Linked DNA regions of Sus scrofa: region 1 is linked to region 2. The links are chromatin contacts, called in public Hi-C maps. All regions are on one chromosome and are shown on one strand. The core of a region is the stretch at or near the end of the contact, and the rest is flanking DNA. Distances in the headings are between cores, read along the strand shown. Region 1 holds the start of PLXDC2 (plexin domain-containing protein 2). Region 2 has its middle 320 kb from the start of C10H10orf113.

Region 1 (6,761 bases), core at 1,905-4,404, 710 kb before region 2:
AAAAAAAGAGTGATGTTAGCTGTTAGGTGAATTTTTAAAAAATTCTTATTTCATTTAAAATATTCATAAAAATTTTACTTGAGATTATAAAAGAGCAAAAAGCTGATATATTTATCAACAAGATGATGAAAGTTGATTCTGAGAGCAGACAGTAGCCAAGGTGAAGAAATGAGTCTTGTAATTGGGTACCAGAGGTTGAAAAAAATTGGCCCTATCAAATGAGGAGGGAGAGGAAATGCTATAGACCTAAAAGAAAAAGTCATGATATTAGTTTAGGACTGAATAAAAGCAATCCACTAATACTAATTTCTCTTTCTCTGAAGCAATTGTAGAAAGTGTTATTAAAGTGAATAACTATTTTCTGAAATAATAAAGAATAGGTTTCAATAAATACTAACTACTCACAGCCTGTATTACATCTCATGATGTTTTCTTGAGTATCCTGCTAGCCAAGTCTCCACTTAGAACAAGTCTTTGGAAACACAGCTATGACAGAGTTGGAGGTGGCATGAGATGGATAATTGTAATTACCTTTATGCAGGTAGTATTGCACTTGGAATGTGTAAAAATGGCTCTTTGAAAGTTGGTATAGATAAGAGGCTGCAAACAGGTTTGACATCTGTATAGACATTAGCTCAGGTGCTTATGCCACCCGGGGTTCTCTAAATGGTGAGAATGATTCTGATATACAATTTTAAGATCTTAAAAGACAGTGTTCACTGAATTCCAAGATCTTTTGTTTTGTGTAGTTTTTTAAAGTTTTATTGAAGTATAGTTGATTTACAATGTTGTGATAATTTCTGCTGTGCAACTCCAGATCTTTGCCATGAACAGAGAACTCAAGTCTTGCTTCTTTGTGATTCCTAATTCATTTGTTCCTTGAGAGGTTAGCTAAAATTAAGCCAGTGAGCAACAAGCAAAACAAACAAATGTCCCAGCTTTTAAAAACTATAGTCAGTAGAAACAAGCCTCACTCATGATAACTCTTCTCTCAAATCAGATGGAAGATGAAACTTCTACCACAGAAACATCTTAATTTCTCTTCATGAAACTGAAATAGACTCTTCTGTAGTGAAATGTATATGGCAAACTCAGATCACTTAGGCCACAAAGTACACGACTTTTAATTAGCCAGGATTACATGGGCAGTGGACTTTCTATTTCACTCAGAACCTACCATCCCACATACATTTTTGTTACTTGTTACTTGCTGTAATGTAAAGGAAAAGTAATTTCTTACAAGTAATTATTGTTGACCTTTAAGGCAGTGTACCAAAGCTTAACTTTATTATGATGTTCTTTCTTACTTTGTTCTGAGCACTAAGTCATCATGCATGATTGATTTTTGCTTTACCTGCCTCTTCTCCCATACTTAAGTATTTCCTATGTGTGCGGCTCTTCAGAATAAGATGAAGATATGAGCGAAATGCAACAGCACCAGTGAGATAGACAAAACACATCAAAGCCCCTCAGGACTCACTCTGAATTACCACTTGCCTCCCTTTGAATTTTTGGCATCCACTTAGGTACACAGCTTCACTCAGGAGGGCAAAGCATTGCTGACAATAAGCAAGAAAAAATAAACACTGCTAATTGGCACATCCAATAATAAAGGGGAAAAAAGAAAAGAAAAGGATGGTGGAGGAGGACTTGTTTCTTCTCAGAGAAACAGGAAACACCCATTTTTCTACTGTGAAAGCTGAGGGGAAAAAGCCAAACTGAAAGGAGAGATGCTTTTTTGAAATGGCTCCTGCTGGGCCCCCATAATTTTGCATATAAATGGGAAATAGAGTAGTACAGAACATTTTGGGAAGGTTTATGCAAAGGTTCCTGAAGTCGTGATGTCACTAGGGATATAGACCAAAAAAAATGGCATTAATTAAATGACAATCGGGGTTGATTTTGATAGAGAGATTCAGTTTTCCAATTTAATGTTCATTAGGTAACTACCTCAGGTACTCACCTTTGGATGTCATTGTTACATAGAACTTGAAAACTTGGTTGAGCAGAAGTTAAAGAACCAGTTTTTTCTAAGTAAGGTGAGGAGGAAGGAATCAACTGGTTGAGAAAAAGCTCAGGAGATTAGCAAAGAGCATTAAAAAAGTGTTGTATGCAAGGCGTGTGTGTGTGTGTGTGTGTGTGTGTGCGCGTCTACAAAATAAACAGTAAACTGAATACTGCATTGAGGAAAACATGTTACACTTCCCGTTCTTCTTCTCTTCAGCTAAGTAACCATGAGAGAGGCATTCTTTCAGTATCAAATTAGCATAGTAGTTTGAGTATCAGGGCCCACTTCCAGTGGGCACTGAGATCAAATTAAGGTGGTTATTGATGGCACCCATAAATTTTTCAAAGCATGCCGAAAAGTGGACAAGACTGGGAGTTCCCATCGTGGCTCAGTGGACGTGACTCTGACTAGCATCCATGAGGTTGTGGGTTTGATCCCCAGCTTTGCTAAGTGGGTTAAGGATCCAGTGTTGCCGTGAGCTGTGGTGTAGGTTGCAGACAGGGCTTGGATCTGGTGTTGCTGTGGCTGTGGTGTAGGCCATCTGCTGCAGCTCTGACCCCTAGCCTGGGAACCTCCGTATGCCGAGGGTGTGGCCCTAAAATGACCAAAAAAAAAAAAAAAAAAAAAAAAGGTGGACAAGACCAACAGGACCTTTTGCACTTAGAAGCACTGAAGCGAATTCTTCATTTGATTTAGAACACCCTCTCTCTTCTTCCTTCCCTCTCTTTTCTTAATTTAAGAAACCTGAAGTCATGTACATTGCGCCAGGAACTGGTCTCAATTCCTTAATTATTCAGTATTAACTCATGTAATCCAATACAACTTTATAAAGGCATAACTACAGTTCTCCCCATTTGATGGTTGGGGAAGCGAGGCGCTAAGAAGTTAAGGAAATTGCTCAAAGTCGTACAGCTATTTAGTGAGGGAGGTGAAATTCCATCCTAGTCTGGTGCTAGAAATCTGTACTTTTTAACCAATATGCTTTCATTCCGTTCTCTGCATTTACCCCCTGAAAAATAAGGTCAACTATGTAAAATAAGATGTAAAGTGTCTAGAGGGCTGGAAAGGGTTAACGCTGAAGCACTTCCGCGAGCTGAAAAAACAAAAACAAACCAGCCAGCAAAAGCCTGTTAAAGCCCCCGGTGGAAATTCAGGGGGCCTTCTGTTCCTTTAAACTCTCGCTTTCGCTCCCGCTGACACTTCGCAGCGGCCGCGGCTGGACCAGGCTACCGCGCTCCCTTCGTCCTTCCACCCGCCCGCGGGTCTGGGGTCCGAAGGGGCTGCGCAGGGTCGGTATCCGAATTGGCTCGGGTTTGCTTTCTTCACACCCCAACCCCCGCCACACACATCCTCCCGGGAATGGCGTACTGGAATTAACCCTTTAGCGCCCAGGAAGCCCCCACTGGCGCCGGGCGCCCGCTGGGTCCGCTGCAGGGTCCGCTGCTGGGCCGCGATTCCCCGCAGGCGGGCGTGCGGGCGGCCCAGGGCCAGGGGCTTGCGGGCGCCGCTGGCCGGGCTGCAGGGGGTGCGAGCCCGGTGCAGGGATGGCGCCCGGGCGGCGCAGAGGTGCAGTCCGGCGCTCCCCGCCCTCCGTGTTCGCCTTTTCGCCTTCTCTGCTGGCGCTCCAGGCCGCCGGCTGCCCCGGGCACGGCGAGCTGGAGTTGCCCTCTCACTCCCCCCTGCTTCGCTCCCCCGGTTTAATCTCTCGGCGACTCCTTTGCCAGCCCCGAGGAAAGTGCAGCCATTGGACAGGTCGGTGCGAGCTGCCGGTTTCGGGAAGGAAGGTGGGAGACGCCTGGAGGAGCGAGGGGGAGGGAGGAGGGAGGAGGGAGGAGGGTGCCGCGGCGGATCTGGCAAATTGCGAGCTGCCTTCCCTCCCCAAAGTGTGGAGCAGGAGCGCGGGGGAGCGCGGCGGCGGCGGCGCCTCCTCCGCCACCAAACTCCCGGGCTCTGCGGTGCTTGGGACCACCTCCTCCTTAGCCGGGAGGAACCCTCTCCCAATAGGTTTCAGCCTGACTTTTTCCTCCTCATTTCTTTCTTCTTCACCCTCACCCCCTTTTCTCCCCTCCAGTACATTTTTCCTGCCTCCGGACCTCAGACTGCTGCAGCTCGAGCCTTCCCAGGGGCTGCCCATCCCTCCGGCTGCGAGCGAGGACGCACGCCCTGCATCGGGCGAAGAAAAGAAGAAAAACTTGTCGGAGGGGTTTCGCCAGCCCACAGTAACCCCCTTCCCGCAAACCCGAATCTTCCGCGGGGCCATCCCAAGACTGGGGAAAGTTCCGAAAGCCCTCTCGGATTTGGAGGAGGCACCCTAGCTGACTGTGGAATTAGATCTGTTTTGAACCCAGTGGAGCGCATCGCCGCGGCTCGGAAGTCACCGTCAGCGGGCACCGGGGTGGCGCTGCCCGTGCGGAGCGGAGAGTTTGCCAGCTCCGGCTGCAAGTGGCCTTTCGCCTCCGCAGTTGCTAGTCTGTGTCTGGAGTGAGGGCTGTGAGTGTTGTGGCAAGTTGTGAAGAGAGACCTGGAGGTCCGGAGAAGACTGCGCTCGCCTCGCACTTCCTTTTTTCTCTTCTTGGCTCCCGGGCGTGAAGTCTGAGCGAATTTTACAAAGGCCTCTGCGTCCTGCCGGGACCGGTCCGCAGCGTTCGGCCCCGCGGTCCTCATTCCCAACCGGAGCCCCGGAGCCCCGGGCGCCCGGGAAGGACTGGCGGGGAGGGGGAGGGAGGTCGCGGCGGCGGCATGGCGAGGTTCCCGCGAGCCGACCTGGCAGCTGCAGGAGTTGTGTTACTTTGCCACTTTTTAATGGACCGGTTTCAGTTCGCTGCAGGGACGCCTGGAAACCAAGTCCACGGTAAGATGCACTTTCGCTTGTTGCTTTTCTGCCCAGCTGGAGACCTCTCTGGCACCCATTCTCAGCCTACCCTCACTTCATCTATATGCCCTTGGCAAAGTTATTGCAATTGCATTTCGAGTAAACTTGGGCTCGTCATCATCTGGGGAAAAGAAGGTTGGCTGAATGAGTTGGGTGATAGGGTCTGGGGGTTTTCCTAAGGATTTCGGGCTTGCTTCACCTGAGCTGCAGGGGGTGGTAGTGACTCCCCCAACGCGTCCAGAGAGGACTGTGGAAGAGCAAACCTTCCCTGGGTACCTCGCCTAGGAGCTGGCATCCTGGGCTGTGTCCTCTCCGGCTCCTCCCCCTTCCCTGCTGCCAGGATAAACGGAGCGAGTGCGTGATGGGGGCAGTGGGTGGGGGCTTTGGTGTGGCAACCGGTGATTGCAGGGCTCCCCTCTGCTGGAGAAAATTCCCAGTGGCCGCACCTTCCTCCCCGGGCAATCCCCACCTCTGCTCCCTCCTTGCAGGGCAGCCGCTGAAAGTGGGGCGGGGTGGGTGCGGCGGAGCGCCGAGGAGGGAGAGAGGTGGGGTGGGCGCGTCTCTGGAGACCAGCCCCTGGCCCCATTGTCCTCTGCCGGTCGTCTTCGAAGACTGCCTGAACGTGCAGGGGGTTCTTCCCTGTGGCCCTGGCCTCCGCCTATTCCCGGTGGCAGCACCTCCTGCTCGAGTTGCTGCTCCAGCCAGGTGCGCGTCCAGCCCGGAGCCGCGACCCCAGGGGTCGAGCGCGCAGCCCGCCACGCCGCCCTGGGCCCGGGGCCCACTGGCTCCTCCCCGCGCAGCGCTGCTGAGCCCTGGCTCTGCTGCCTTCCTGTGCTCGGGTGCCTGCACCCCATTTCTGCCCCTCAGACTTCGAGAGGAAGTGAATGAGCACGAACCCTTGGAGGGAGAAGAAAAAGGAAATACAAACTTACTGATTAGAATAATCAAGGTTTTGTTTTGTAATTCAGAGGAGGGGACGTGGTGAGTGATGCCTCGGAAGGTACAGCCATCCCCAAATGTCAGAGCTGACAGTCGCAGCTGGGAGGCTAGGGAGAGCACCTGGGGGTTCCAGGTGAGGTGAATCCTGAAGGAAGTCCTTGAAGGAATTTTTACCAAGCCAAGGCAGCCACAACGCTGTGTCTATCCCTGGTGTAAGTTCTTACAAAGCACGGGTTCCGACTCTGCGCCCCAATTTGTGATTGGAGGGGTGCGTTTGTTGGGGGTCGGGGGAACATGGTGACAACACTTTTAAAGCTGTGAATAAAACACAGATTTCCTGGATGTTGATTTGTCTTTGTCATTGTAATTGTTCCGCATAAATGGACGTAGGTTGTTTTTGAATGGGTATTATTTATCTACAGATCATACCTACTATTTGCTTGTCTGATACATTTCATTAGTTTTGAAAAAATAAGACTTCTGTTCATCTAGGGAGCAGCACATTTATTTAAAAAAGTGAAGTAGCAGTTTTCGTGGGCATATTCACGACATAAATGCTTAAAGAAAGCAATTTACTTCATCCCAAAGGAGGTAGAGAGGTGTGTGTAACAAAATGCATCCCAAGTTATTTATTTGAAAACTTATTTGGCACTGGAGATAAACAGTACATCTACAGTGAAGAAAAAAGTCAGCAAATGTTTTATTCTGAACTTTTTTCATTAGTATGTTACTAAAAAATATATAAAATAAATTTACTCTTCTAAGTTCTCAAATTGAGGATAGAATCCATACCATTCCGATGGTTGAAAGCCTGTACTTTGGGGAATATTAAATACATTAATTATTCAACATAAATCCACAGGTATTATAAACCAGTATTTCTGGTAGAAAACTGTTCTAGAAGCCCATGTAGTTATAGGATTGACTGAAAAAGGAAGAGTT
Region 2 (6,962 bases), core at 1,483-3,982:
CACACCCTCCAACAACTTCAGAAACAGGTAGAATTAAACTCATTGACCATATGGGGAAACTACGGTTCACAATGTTTAAATAATTTGCCTGTGGTCATACATCTAGAATGCGAGAATGCACAAGAGCCACTACCTAAATTTGAAGTTTTTATACTGAAGCCTTTTTTTTTGGGAAACAGATTAAACCATTTATTAAAACATTGTCTGATAAACTTTTTGAGCCAATGCTACCATGGTAACATTTTCCCCTCATTAACATTCCACCCAAAACAGTTCAATTACAAAACAATACAACCAGAACTTGAAAATACTTCTGTCGTTTACCACTCAATGACCGAAGAGTGAGGTGAGTGGAGATCTAGGTTTTCTTGATGAGCCAAAGACAAAGGATGATAACCCAAAAGACAACTGAAATCCTCCTACACACTGAAGGTTAAGTTTTATTTTACCATATTCACTGGTCCAAGCCTAAAATTCTCATTATATCAAATAAAGATTTCGTGAATCATCCTCTCTGCCAAAAATAAATATTAGGAGCAGATTAAAGATAAGAGTTGGATTTTAAACTGCACTTGAATTATTAGAGAAATGCAAATCAAAACCACAATGAGGTACCACCTTACACCAGCCAGAATGGCCATCATCCAAAAGTCTACAAACAATAAGTGCTGGAGAGGGTGTGGAGAAAAAGGGATTCTAGTACACTATTGGTGGGATTGTAAAGTGGTGCAACCACTGTGGAAAGCAGTATGGAGATTCCTCAGAAAACTAAACATAGAACTACCATTTGATCCAGCAATCCCACTCCTGGGCATCTATCCAGAGAAAACCACGACTCGCAAAGACACATGTACTCCAATGTTCATTGCAGCACTATTTACAATAGCCAAGACATGGAAACAACCTAAATGTCCATCGACAGAGGAGTGGATCCAGAGATGTGGTACAGATACACAATGGAATATTACTCAGCCATCAAAAAGAATGAAATACCAGCATTTTTAGCAACATGGATGGAGCTAGAAACTATCATGCTAAGTGAAGTCAGCTATACAATGAGACACCAACCTCAAATGCTTTCACTGACATGTGGAATCTGAAAAAAGGACAGACGGAACTTCTTTGCAGAACAGATGCTGACTCACAGACACTGAAAAACTTATGGTCTCCGGAGGAGATGGTTTGGGGGGTGGGGGGATGTGCCTGGGCTGTGGGATGGAAATCCTGTGAAATCAGATTGTTATGATCATTATACAACTACAAATGTGATAAATTCATTTGAGTAATAAAAAATGAAAAAAAATAAAGAATCTAGGAGGAAGAAAAAAATAAAAAAAAATAAACTGCACTTGACTTGTTACTATAACATTATCTTTTTTAAAAAAGCTGATCAACCATAAGCATGCAAAAAGCCTGCTTCTAAATGGAACTGCTTCCATGGCCCCTTGGATATCAGTCAGTAAGTTACAAAAGCTGTTCAATGTATAGTTCTCTTTTTTAACAGTGCTTCTATGCAGGGTTAGATACAAGTACCACACAGGTATCAAAGACCATCCTTAATAAATTACCATTTTTTTTTTTTTTTTTAGGGCTGCACCTGCAGCATATAGAAGTTCCCAGGTCGAATCAGAGCTACAGCTGCCGGCCTACACCACAGCCACAGCAACTCGGGATCCGACCTATACCACAGCTCAGGGCAATGCCAGATCCTTAACCCACTGAGAGGGGCCAGGGATCGAACCCCCATCCTCATGGATCCTAGTCGGGTTTGTTAACCACTGAGCCATGAAGGGAACTCCAAATTATCTTCTTAATTGTAGAGAATTTCCGGGGGGGGGGGGAACCTGAAAAAAGGCTAAACCATGGCTTTGATGAGTCTCAAGGACCACAGATCCATCACGTCCTATTAGAAGACTTAGCCCCCCTGGAGAGTTCTAGCCTTCACAGGACACTCGATAACAAGACCCCACAGGGCTCCACACAACTGCACCAAGAATACCTCCACCGCTGCCCGTGGCTGATTCTTTGGACCACGCGGTCCTGCTGGCACACAGGGCAACTCTTCTGGTGCACCCAGAGACATGCAGCAGTTGTGGAAGGAATGGTTACATTCCACCACCCCCCCCCCCCCCCCGCCGCCACAACACAATCCTCCCGTTTTCGGCTTAACATCTAAGCCAGGCATCCCTCACCTGGACCCTGCAGACGGCGGCGCACGTGTCGCCCTCCACGTCCCAGCTCCACGTGGCCACCGCGTTCCACGTCTCGGAGGGAACATTTTGCCGCCTCCCGACGCGGTCCCTGCGCTCCCTCCGACGGGACGCGGAGCTCCTGGGCGTCTTCCACGTCGCCCTCGGAGGCTGCGGAGGCTGCGCGATGCCGGCAACGGAGACGTGAGGTCGCAGGAGGCGGGCGACTACGGCGGCTCCCTGGGGCCGCCCGACCAGCCAAAGCGCCGCCGGCAGACTGCAGGCCACCGTGGGGCCACGATGCCCCCCACCACACACACACTCCAAAGATTATTATTTCCTCTCCCTGTTCCCGTAAGAGTAGACTGACATTGGTGTAAAGAACTGGCCCGTCTTCCAGCAGCGGTATGACGGCCTTGGTTTTCGGGATGCTATGGGGAACCCACGTCGCCTTGCTCTTCTGTCTCCCTCGCCGTTGGCACCAGCCTCATACCATCCCATCACCTGCTTATTGCCATTGCTACTAATCACTCTCTACTCTTCTCTGGACCCGCTCTGATTTATTCTCCACTCAGCAGAAGGGGGGCTTTTAAATTAAACCTCAAGTCTCATCGTTTTATTTCACTGTTGAAAAACCTTTAATAACTTCTCATTGTTCTTGGGGATAAAGACCAACCCGGCCACTGAGGTTCCCGGGCCTTGCGCACTCTGGCCCCGCTGAGCTCCCAGCTGCCTCGCTCCTGACTCTCCTCCTCCTCCCTCTGGGCCACTCTGGACTTCGCGGACACCCCATGGCTCCTCCTGCCTGGATGGAGGCCTTGTAGCCATGCCCTTCAGGCCATTCTCAGTCTCTTCCCCCTAGAGCCCTGTCAAATCCGAAAAAGAAATTCTTCATGATTGTATTAAAAGCTTGTCGTTAATTACAGAAGAATGAACATACCGGCAATGTTTACTCTTCTCACTCAGGAGTGGGGTTCTCCACTTATTCATACTTTCGTATCACTTAGCAGAGTTCTATAATTTTCTTCTAAGATCCATTCAGTTCTTACTAGAATTATCCTTAGGTTTTGTTGCTCTTTGCGACTGGAGTCTTTCTTCCCATGCAGAGCGGGATGCGATCCAGTTTCTTTGTTTTATTGAATCTATGTTTCTAAAGCAGAGACGACACAGAGGAGAAAAGAGCAAGTCTTTCCACCTACAGTTACTTACATGCACTCACCTGTTTAGGCGATGATTTAACGATAACTGATTGGCATTTTCACTGGTCTTGAATTCAGTACAATTTCCCCTTGATGTTACCACTAATGTGCCAGGCAGTCCTAATTTTAGTTTTCTTCTTGCTTGGGCATTCTTAGGTACTCTAGTAAGAATTTGCAAGAGTCACCTTGGGAACTCACCAAATTTCATTGTGTAGCAAATGTTTTGTTCTCACGGCGTTTTCAAACAGGTCCCGGCTCTCCCAGAATACTTTCATGGCTATGTGTATTTTGCCATATTATCCGCAGTGATATCTTGACCGATTGTGCCAAACATTTTCCTAAAACCAAGAAATGCTCATTCTGTGTTACTCCTCTGACCTCCCAGCTCAGTAAAATGCTTTCATAAAAGATGAGGTTAGTCTGGCATGAGTTATTCCTGGTGATTCCATGTCTTCTAGAGTCAACACATTCCTTTCAAAGTGTTCATAAGACATCTGCTTTAAATTCATTCTATAATTTAACCAAACATTGACCGAAGTTAGTAGTCTGTAGTTTCTGGGGTTCACCCCTTTTCCTAACTTGTAACATTTACTTGACATTAACTTTTTGATTCTTGTTGTACATGATTTTTTCTTTAACAAATTACCAGTCGCAGTGTAATCAGTGACTCCCTGATTACATATTTGAATTCCTCCAGCACCAGGGAGGAAACTTGGCTGCACCTGAAGACGTAAACTTACGGCGTGAATTAAGGCTCCCTCTCCATTTCCAGACATTTGTTATATAGATTGTGCTCCTCTGTTAGAATCCAGGGACTCTCCAGAGAACCAGCAGCTGTGGGGATGTTCTTGTCTTTACCAGGAAAACTGTCTTAAACCCGCACAGAAAATAAAGTGTTTTCTGACTTGGAATCAACAACGGCATCCAGACTCATGCAGGCGGGGTTCACTCTGGATGCTCTTCCTGGCTTTGAAATTTCTGAGCTTCATCGCCTCCCTGTTTCCTCTTGCCAAAACTGCCCATGCGCCATGCCCATTTTGAATTTCCACCTCAGACTTCTGGATTTATGTCTTGTCCCTAATGCTTGAATGGGACCTGGCATGAGGGCCTTAGACACATGCCCCTGTCCTGCTGTATCTGGATGAGCCATCCCACAGCCAGCTCTTAGGTCTCTATGCCACACCCCCTCTGGCCTGCCCTGTCCTCACTGCCAGTAGGGGTTCCACTGTACTTTCTCTCCATGGCGTCACTCTGGGCAGCAGGGGCCCCAGGTGTCTTTCCCAGGCTCCATGTATCTTTGTCAAGCCAGCATGCTCTGCAGACTGCATGGCTCTACTACATCCCGGACTAAGGTACCATTCCCCACCCACCTCCTCCCTGGTCAATTCAGTTCTTGTCAGAAGATGCTGTTTGGCTTCTTTGCACCACACAGACTGGACCTGGCCACATGTTGAAAATTAATAAATGTTTATTGAAATGATTTAAGTAACAACGATCTCTCTGCCTTCATTTTGAGGAAAGCTCTGTAAGTTTTGCAGCTGCCCATTTTCACAAACCAGGTGTATTCTCCTGAAGCACAGGAGATCCATTTCGGCTCCATTCATGATCAATGCTGAGACACAGCTCTCTCTCCCACTGTCCTCAGCCCCTTCAACCGATGTAATTTCGACCTGGACACTCCAGCTGTGCTCAGTGTCCTTTGGGCCCACTGTCCTAGTGCCCAGAACCTCCCTGACCCCCAGGACGGGACACACTCATGGAAGTCATACTGTGGCTTAGCCAGGAGACTCCAGGTATCATGCAGGTATTTACCTGCTGTGGGTTCAAAGGATAACAACCAAAGGTATCAGAAGTAAGGCAACTCCCAAGATCCAGGGGAAAACACAGAAGCTGAGTGAGACATTCCTGTCCAGCCCCACAGGACTGCTAGACTCTGATGCATAGGACACGCATTTCATTCCATTGCGTAGGCTTCTGGTGGGGACCAGACTATGCCTCACTTTATGAGCCCGTTCCACCCATTCTCCCACCCCACCCTCAGATCAGCCAAGCGATCTTCAAGATATCATCAGAAGTTCTCCATCACTAGAGTAACTGTGGATAATCAGCAGGATATTAGGTATCGTAGCTTGTTGGCTTTTATTTGCCAGTAAGGATGTGAGCAGTATAAAAAAATTAACTCATTTCTTTTTATAAAAGAATATATAATTTTATCAAATAATTTAAAATCATTTTATTACATCTATATAGTAAGTTTATGAAAGATGAGCTCTTATCTACTAATTACTCACATATTCAATTTTAGCCTAATCTACTATAGCCAAAGGTACTCAGAAACAGTACACAGCTGCCCTCTTGTGTCACTTTAATATAATTAAACCTACTAGTGTTTAAATACTAGGATTCAATTAACCAAGCATTTTTAAAGGTCACCATGTATCACTATTTTTCTACTTCTGAAATTAATATTCTAAATGGTAATTTACAAAGCACACTATGTAAAAATCTGCCAGCCCTATCGATTACACAGAACTTACTGGCATAAATATCTAAATATTTTAAAAGTAATAGAATTATTCTACCCAGATCTTCTCCTAACCCAATACCTAGGAGCCTTTACAGGCCTTTGTATTATCTCATCATATTTAATTAGTGCTCAATTAATATTTAACCCGCTCTTATTGAGTGCATGGATTTGCACTCATCTTTTGTCCTGGCCACTCAATGGCCCCACAGAAGATGAAATGGAAGAGGCTTCTCTTATAATATTTGACAAGAGCATCCCCACAGCGGGCCACTCTGGTCTCTGCTGCCACTAAGCACATAGTACGAGATAAGTTCTGTGCAAGGTTCTTTTACAAGCAGAATATACAGAACATGCATGAAAGGGAAAGCTTATCTCTCCCGAACAGATGGAGAAACCCCAGCACAGGAGTTAGGGAGCACCTTCAAAGAGCTGAAGGTGGTGTCATTCTTTAGACTGGACCTGCCAACCTAGACAACAGCTCTTTCTTTGGCTTCCCTCCACCCCGATAAACCATCTCCATGAGTTCCAGGTCTGTCAGCCACTCAGCATCCTGAAACCAATCTGCTGAAAGTGAGAGGAAGCTTAGACAACACAGGTAAGTGCATCATCAGTGTTGACACGAATGGATGCTCTGTTTCCTCAGTAAGCTGTTGTGTTTCCTTAGTAAGTGCTCCACGCTTCTAGCTCTGTATAATGCGTTTCTATGTTTAGAAAGAGTGGATATAAAGGCTGAAAGCAAGCCATATTGTTTCGGGGAAATCAGGGACTGCACTTGCACAGGTCAACACTGACTTGGTGACTACGCACCAGGACCAGGTAGAGAGAGGATCCAGCAGGGATGCAAGAGGACGGACCAACTGTGCGGTCTCAGTCCCCCACCTCCTGGGAGGGGGAACTTTGAGGAAACTTCAAAGACAGACGCGGAAATAAGACACAGTGAAGATAACACCAACTGAGGTCCAGCATTCCGTGACTATCATCCGCTGTGCACTGGGGGTACAAGGGGGAGGTTCTGGGGAGGCCTTGGAGGTGAGATGAGGGATGTGG

What was found. A called contact is a pair of places that touch in the nucleus more often than the background predicts.
Region 1: a Hi-C map of omental adipose tissue shows a contact between it and region 2, with 1.5 times the contacts expected there. The contact joins the promoter of PLXDC2 here to the enhancer-like site in region 2. A contact is called at or near these places in 1 of 5 promoter capture datasets (liver), 6 of 47 Hi-C or Micro-C datasets (embryonic fibroblasts, fetal skeletal muscle, fibroblasts and 2 more) and 1 of 2 datasets of contacts at active chromatin or transcription factors (skeletal muscle).

Annotation. Positions count from the first base shown.
Region 1 is chr10:54,673,626-54,680,386 of Sscrofa11.1, reverse strand. PLXDC2 (plexin domain-containing protein 2) reads left to right here and starts at 3,154. Exons shown (of 15, transcript XM_021064961.1): 1 at 3,154-3,297; 2 at 4,080-4,859. The coding sequence starts at 4,748.
Region 2 is chr10:53,966,506-53,973,467 of Sscrofa11.1, reverse strand. No RefSeq gene overlaps it. Among named protein-coding and RNA genes, the nearest start is that of C10H10orf113, 320 kb to the right of the region's middle. Within about 2 kb of position 2,732, at least 5 of the 83 cell types and tissues checked have an H3K27ac peak or open chromatin away from gene starts, as enhancers often do. A contact at or near this core is called in fetal skeletal muscle and omental adipose tissue, where this site is marked.